Regions from separate parts of the Sus scrofa genome. Here region 2 is linked to region 1. The links are chromatin contacts, called in public HiChIP or PLAC-seq maps. All regions are on one chromosome and are shown on one strand. The core of a region is the stretch at or near the end of the contact, and the rest is flanking DNA. Distances in the headings are between cores, read along the strand shown. Region 1 overlaps NUMB (protein numb homolog). Region 2 holds the start of NUMB (protein numb homolog).

The links. HiChIP or PLAC-seq counts read pairs in DNA pulled down with a chosen protein or histone mark.
Region 2: an H3K27ac HiChIP or PLAC-seq map of alveolar macrophages shows a contact between it and region 1, with 4 times the contacts expected there. The contact joins the promoter of NUMB here to the enhancer-like site in region 1. A contact is called at or near these places in 4 of 5 promoter capture datasets (fetal liver, fetal skeletal muscle and liver), 7 of 47 Hi-C or Micro-C datasets (adipose tissue, alveolar macrophages, liver and 3 more) and 2 of 2 datasets of contacts at active chromatin or transcription factors (alveolar macrophages and skeletal muscle).

Annotation. Positions count from the first base shown.
Region 1 is chr7:96,638,079-96,641,852 of Sscrofa11.1, reverse strand. It overlaps NUMB (protein numb homolog), which reads left to right. Exons shown (of 9, transcript XM_021099490.1): 5 at 1,658-1,798. Among named protein-coding and RNA genes, the nearest start is that of PAPLN, 55 kb to the right of the region's middle. Within about 2 kb of position 1,777, at least 1 of the 83 cell types and tissues checked has an H3K27ac peak or open chromatin away from gene starts, as enhancers often do. A contact at or near this core is called in alveolar macrophages, where this site is marked.
Region 2 is chr7:96,796,636-96,800,409 of Sscrofa11.1, reverse strand. It overlaps NUMB (protein numb homolog), which reads left to right and starts at 1,720. Exons shown (of 9, transcript XM_021099490.1): 1 at 1,720-1,948.

The DNA.
Region 1 (3,774 bases), core at 528-3,027:
AAAAATTAAAAAGTCATATAAACTTAAAAAAAGATCTTAGTTCTATTTTTGTTCTTAGACATTTTTTAAAAAAAATGTTTACCACCATAAGTTCGATGTGAAAGATGATAGAACTTTTACCACCATTAAAAATTTTTTTAAAAAATGATGGGCCACATATGAAATTTCTTCTTGTTCCTTCATAAAATACTGTATTTTCAGAAAGTGATATTTGAACTGATTAACCTGCTATTAACTGAAAACTCAGGTGAAATCTTAAGAACTAGTAAATGGCTCTTTGGTTAACATTACTCAGAATCCACACATTATCTCAAATAACCAGTAGCATTTTGCATTTGAAAGGGCATGATCCTACATGCCTAGATAAGACAAGACATAGACCCTGCACTTAGAGAGCATAAGGTGTTATTTATATAAGTCCATTTAATCATTAATTAAAATTTTCTAAGAGACCAAAAATCTGTAAGAATTTTAACAAGAAGGCAATTTTCAGAAAAGACCCAAAAACCTCAGATGTCATTGAAAGGAGGAGAACATATCTTTTTTTTTTTTTTTTTTTTTGCTACCTTTGGCATGTGAAAATTCCTGGGTTAGGGATTGAACCCATGCCACAGCTGTGACCCACACCTCTGCAGTGACAATGCCAGGTCTTTAATCCATTGTGCCACAAGAGAACTCCAGAATTTGTGTAGTTTTCATTAATGCTTTGGATGAAATTTGTTGTGTGTAGAGGCTTTATTTTTAATTGTTTTACACAATAGTTAGAAAGTGATACTGCCCCCTGGTGGCTACTTATAACACTGGCATTAATTGGTTTAGTATTTCTATTTCCCATTTTCAGTAATCACCCTGGGACCCATTGTGAGCAGAAAATAAATTTTGCTATGTGTATAGCTTATAAAGAGCTCATATTTAGAATATATAAATGACTCTTATATATCAAAAGAAAAATGACAGACAATCCAAAATACTTGAAGGATCACTTTACTGAAGAGGAAATTCATAGCAGTCAAGATTATGCAAAATATAATGAGCCACCAGAATTGCAAAACTCTAAAAAATTGACCAGAAAGGTTGTGGAGCAACAGGAATTCTCATAGTTATGCTTCATAAAAGCCATTTTGTTTGTATGTTTTAGCATTTACAGCCCCTACCTCAGCATCTAGGGATTTTAAGCCACTAGAATATCTTATCACACAGAAGAGCCTCAGAGCCTCAAGATTTTAAAGAATATTTTGTATGATGTTTATACTTTGTATATGCTATGCCATTCAGCAAGTATAAAAGCATAGTCATACTCAAAATTAAATGATCAGTAAGTTAATAAATGCACAGAACTGTTCCAGAAATGATGTTATTGAATGTAATATCAATGTTATATGGGAATTGGATTAAATTTATTGACTTACATATGTTGAAAATTGAACATGGAATTTACCATGATAAATCTGGAGTCAGCAAGCCTATATTTTGGAACATGAAGATGAGGTGAGGGAAGCATCTGGGCAAAGTGCCTCTTGGGATCTCTCCTAGGTCAGATTCTTAGTATTCAGACCTCTGGCTCAGATTGAGCTATGAAATGTGCATCCTGTGTTTCTTCTGAGAAGTTTGAATAATCTCATAAGGCCTCTGTTCCTTTGTGCTTCCCTTTTTCTAGGACCTCATAGTTGACCAGACAATAGAAAAAGTTTCTTTCTGTGCCCCAGATAGGAACTTTGATAGAGCCTTCTCTTACATATGTCGTGATGGCACAACTCGGCGCTGGATCTGTCATTGCTTCATGGCTGTCAAGGACACGGTGAGTCTAACAGCATGGATTTCATCATGACTAGCCTCAGTTCACCATACTCTATCCAGATTGGCTCAGCCAAGCAAGTTTCCACTACGTTTTTATCAAGTTAAGTGATGTTACAGCACTTAGAAGAGCCTAAACTAGTCTGCTTTCACTCCTTTTATTCAAGTAGTTCACATTTGTGGTGAGACCCTACTGCTCTCAGAGCAAGGTGATTGACTAAGATCCAAGGTCATTAAAGGAAAGTAAAAGTGCTCTGGTGATGGTGGCTACTAAATTTTATTTGAGGAATTCCCGTGTGGCTAAGTGATAACAAACCTGACTAGGATCCATGAGGACGCAGGTTTGATCCCTGGCCTCGCTCAGTGGGTTAAGGATCCGGCATTGCCGTGAGCTGTGGTGACTCAGCTCAGATCCTGCATTGCTGTGGCTGGAGCATAGGCTGGCAGCTATAGCTCCAATTCGACCCCTAGCCTGGGAATTTCCATATGCCTCTGGTGTGGCCCTAAAAAGACAAAAAGAAAATTTTTAATTTGAAACTTTTAATTATTAGAACTATCTTACGTGTATTTGTTTGCTGATTCATCTGGATAGAAAATACTGGCATTCGAAAGCTGCTTATAAATTCATTTGCAAAGACACTCTACTGCAATATTCGGAGTATATTTTCAATTAATTAAAAAATAGAAATACTAGGAGTTCCCGTCGTGGCGCAGTGGTTAACGAATCCGACTAGGAACCATGAGGTTGCAGGTTCGGTCCCTGCCCTTGCTCAGTGGGTTAACGATCCGGCGTTGCCGTGAGCTGTGGTGTAGGTTGCAGATGCGGCTCGGATCCCGCGTTGCTGTGGCTCTGGCGTAGGCCGGTGGCTACAGCTCCGATTCAACCCCTAGCCTGGGAACCTCCATATGCCGAGGGAGCAGCCCAAGAAATAGCAACAACAACAACAACAACAAAAAGACAAAAGACAAAAAAAATAAATAAATAAATAAATAAATAAAATAAAAATAAAAAAAAATAGAAATACTAAAGTACAGTACAGTGGACTATGCTGGAAATTGTTATGGAGTAGAAATCTTTGGTTTTATTTAAAAATAGAGAATAATCAATTCTATCATCCTTCATATGAATTACCCAAAATTCTGACATGAAAGACAAGTCTCTTAGATGATGATCTTAATTAACTATGCTATAGCATTAAGAATGTAATTTCTGAATTTTTTTTTGCCTTTTGTTTATTTGTTTTTTAGGGCTTCACCCACAGCATATGGAGATTCCCAGGCTAAGGGTCCAATAAGAGCTACAGCTGCCGGCCTATACCACAGCCACAGCAATGCAGGGTCCAAGCCGCATCTGCGACCTGCACCACAGCTTACACAACGCCAGATCCTAACCCACTGAGCAAGGGCAGGGATTGAACCCGCAACCTCATGGTTCCTAGTCGGATTTGTTTCCACGGCGCCATGATGGGAACTCCTAATTTCTGAATTTTTAAAGTCCAGACAGTTCCTGTCGTGGCTCAGTGGTTATCGAATCCGACTAGGAACCAGGAGGTTTTGGGTTTGATCCCTGGCTTCATTCAGTGGGTTAAGGATCTGGTATTGCCATGAGCTGTGGTGTAGGTTGCAGACTCGGCTCGGATCCCACGTTGCTGTGGCTCTGGTGTAGGCCAGCAGCTACAGCTCCAATTAGACCCCTAGCCTGGGAACCTCCATATGCCGCAGGAGAGGCCCTAGGAAAAAAACAAAAATAACTAAATAAAGTCCAGACAAAATAAGGCAGTATAGCCATTCTGCATTCATGGAGGCTACAACTAAGTAACTCTTGCCAAGGTTTAACCTAGAAGGGAAGTGGTGGCCATACTCAATGCTGACCAAAAGGTTTTTTTAGTTTGGTTTTTTTTTTTTTTTTTTGTATTTTTGTATTTTCTAGGGCCTCACCCACGGCATATGGGGGTTCCCAGGCTAAGGGTCTAATTGGAG
Region 2 (3,774 bases), core at 471-2,970, 160 kb before region 1:
AAAGCTGCTGGTAATACATTAAAAAGCTGTGTAAGGGACATACCGATATCTCCTTCTTACTGGAGCATCTTCACATTTACATGTTACTTCTTTTATTATGGGATGTTAGTTCAGGCTTTTGTTAAGCCTTGGACTCCATCTTATCCTGGTCAATGTGTGATCTTTCCCTCAACTGGGTGATTCAGACATCACTAAAGTTATTTTGGCTTTTCCACTTTCCTTTTACAGGCTTTTTATGAGTCATTGAATTGAAGGGGAGGTTATTTCTAAATTGGAAGGTGAAGATGAGAGAAGGGGGAGGAAAGTTCCGGAAAATAACTAGGAAAAGACATCTTATTGTTACGTAGAGTTGCTGGAGGAATAATTTCCTCTTAGTTTGGTGATGGAAGTATGTAGTTTATTTAAACGTGACTAAAAATATATGTTAGAAAATAGACAATTTTGAGGGAGATAACAAACCATGCAGTTTTAGACTTCTTATTGCTTGCTGGCAAAGGAAAGAAGGGTAAATAGAAGAAATATGGAACAAAGAGTTAGCAGGAAGAAGTAAGGAGCAAAGTCCAGATTCTTGGTTCCACAGCAAGTCCCCAACCATAAAGTGCTGTTTAAGAGGGAAGTACATCCTCAACCTGTTCCAGTCCATCCTTGAGTATGTTTCATGACCCATGGGGTTTATGTTATAGGTGGAATTGTGAGGAGGGTACATTTAAATCTGATTTAGAAACTGAAAGGGTAATTAGGTGAGCATTTTGTTATTTATGAACAGGCAGAGTGGGCAGAAATGAAAAAGAAAAGCAAAAAGCTAATGGTGGATATATTTCTAGGAGTACAAGAGTTTTTATAGCAACACCAGATTTCTCAAAAGTGCCTACTGTGATTTGTACCCAAATGAATAAAAAATGCAATCATTTATTCTTGTACATTGTGCCATGTGAGAAAAGAACTGCAATTCATTCAATGGTCTTAATTTAGACTGCTGGGAAGAGAGGTTCAGAAAAAAAGACAAGCTTTTAAAGTATCTGACACACATCTAGTAGGGCTATTTAAGAACTGCTGAGCATAGAAAGCAAGTTACGGGGAGCTGAATTCTCCTTTTCAGAGCATCACAAGGGTAAAATGTGGCCCATATAGTCCAAACTTGCTGATGGTTGCCTGGTCCCTTGCAGGAGACATCCAGCGCTGCGTCTGAAAGCTGCAGAACTCTCAACATACCACTTCAATTCATTAACGACGTTTATAACTGCAACCAAAGTGGACTAACTTCAGTGGTGGTTCTTTGCCCTTTAGCATGGAGATGAACTTTAAGGTAACTGAGCACCTTAGGACTTCAAGCGAAGAGGAGGAAATTTTCATCTACGTGCTTTTCTTTCAAGAAGCCGCTAATGAGTCTTTAAACGCCAACTCTGATGTTGCTGTTGGTAAGTACTGCCCTCTGGGTGAGCAGGCAGTGGTAAGTTTCTCCTTACAGAGAGGAAGTTGGAGAAAGGGATGTTTACAGAGTCAATTTTACAACAAAGAGTTAACCTTTCCCCTCCGACAATAAGCGCCTGCCCCTTCCTTGCTTTCTACTGCGCAACCAAACTGCCCAAGCTCGAACCAACAGTCGCCGCCACATCCCTTGCAGGTTGATTTAATAGACACTTTCTGCAGCCTATCAGGATTTCGAACTGCCCAACCGTCAACCAATTACAACTAAAGCTGGGCTTGGGACGGTCCAGGTCCGGGAGGGGGCTAATACCGGGTCCAGGAAAAGGGGCGGTAAGGAAGCTATGACGGACGGGTAAACTAAGCCAATAAGAGCAGAGAGCTGTATCACCACTATCCAATGGAGAGGTAGGAAGTGTGAAACGGGGTGGGCCTGTTGTCATGGGGGAGGTGGTGGCGCTTGGTGGCTGCCGGCGGCCGAGGTAGAGGCAGTGGCGCTGGAGTTGGTCGAGGATAGCGGCAGGTGAGTGCCTGTAACGCGGGCCTGAAGGCTGAGGGCCATCTCCGAGCGAAAACTCCAGCTCGGTCATCCGGAGGCGGAGGCCTGCGGAAGGGGGCCTGGGCTGCAGGCCGGGTCGGGCCCGGGCCGGGGCCAGGGCGGGGGCGGTGGCCGCGAGTTCGCGCTGACTGGGCTAGTGCGAGAACCGCCCGGCTCCCGGCGGCGGAGTTCGCGCTGGCAAGGTAGGCTGGGGCCGGACTCAAGCGAGTTGGGCCGGGAGCTTCCTTGGGACGCCCAGCCAGCCGCTCGGGTCTGGGGCACTGACTGGCTGCGGGTGTGTGAGGGGTAGGTCCGTAGGGAGACGGGAGCGACTGGGCTCCTAGAGAGGGGATGGCGGGTTACGACTTGGTCCGAGGGCAGGGTGACTCGGGAATACCCAGGACAGCTTCGGAGCGAGGAAAAAGTGGAAACAGGGAATCCCGGGAGCGGCCCGAGCGGAGAAAGCCGGGGAGGGGCTCGGGGGGCCGTAGACTGGGAGTGGCTTGGGTTCGAGAGAGAAGAGAGACCGAGGGAGGTCGGGGTCCAGGGTACTGGGAGCAGCCGGGGTCGGAGAAAGGGCGTCTAGGAAAGACAGGGAGGGGGCTGAGCACCCTCCTGAGAAGGGCGGCTGTCCGAGGGAGAAGCGCTCTTGGACTGTTACGGATCTTCGGAGGGTCTGACCCATGGAGATCTTGAACAAGTTAGGAACCGGAGCGCCCTGCCCCCCACCGCTGGTCTGGGATGGAAGATCCTAGATCAGACTGGGAACTCCTGGGTCTGAGGATCCACAAGAGATCAGGGGAAAAAAAATCCTCATGGGGGTAGCTTGGGTTTGACGTCAGGGTGAGGGGTCTAGCTGAGGAGTGGAAGTTCTCTCAGCTGGAGTTAAATCAAGGAAAATGATACGGGTAGGCGGGGAAAAGTAGTTTCCTTGTAGGAAGGGAGTAGAAGATAGGGCGTAGTAGGAAGGAGCCAGAAAGTTGCCCAGGAAGCGTGGTCTTGTGGAAACTGGCCAGAACCGTAGATATGAGAAATTAACATAGGGCCCTTAATAGGTTGTAAGGACCTAAGAAATAGAAGTTTCAGCTTCACAATACTAAGATGCCATCTAGGATCAGAGAAAGTGTTTTAAGAGCAAGGTTGTGACTCGCATTCCATTGCTTTAGAAATTTGTTTTAGGACGACAGCAATAATGCTAGAAAATAAGGACGTTGGCAGGATGGGAGATTTGAATGGGAAAAGGAGTAGCCGAGATAAAGGAGTAGGACTGCGGACTTGATCAGCAAGAGGAGGGGCATGAAGAGGACAGACTTACTTATGTCAATTTAAAAATAAGTTTGAATTCTAGTTCCACCACCTAGCTTCGACAACTTAACCTCTCTCTGTGCTGAAGTTTCATCTGTATAATAGAGTTCCTACTTTTAAGGGTTGTTTTCTCATGTGAGTTAATGTTTTGTGGAACTTTTAGGCTGATGACTGGCACAGAGTAAGCACTGTGTACTGGATTATCAAATGTGTAGAAGATAAAGGAAGACCTGAATTCCTTAATGCGGTTGTTCTCAAACTTTGATTTGCACCAGAATCACCTGGAGGACTTGTTAAACAGCAGTCTGCTAGCTCTACTGATTCAGTTAGGGCTGGGTTTGGGTCTGAGAATTTGCATTTATCTCAGGTGATGCTTGTATTGGTCAGGGGACCACACTTCAAGAACCTCTTGCTTTTTTGAAAAGAGTAATAATACCAACCTTAAAATACCTGTCTGCCCTGCTAGGGATGAGTAGAAGCAACTTGCAAAAGAAAAAACCCAAAAA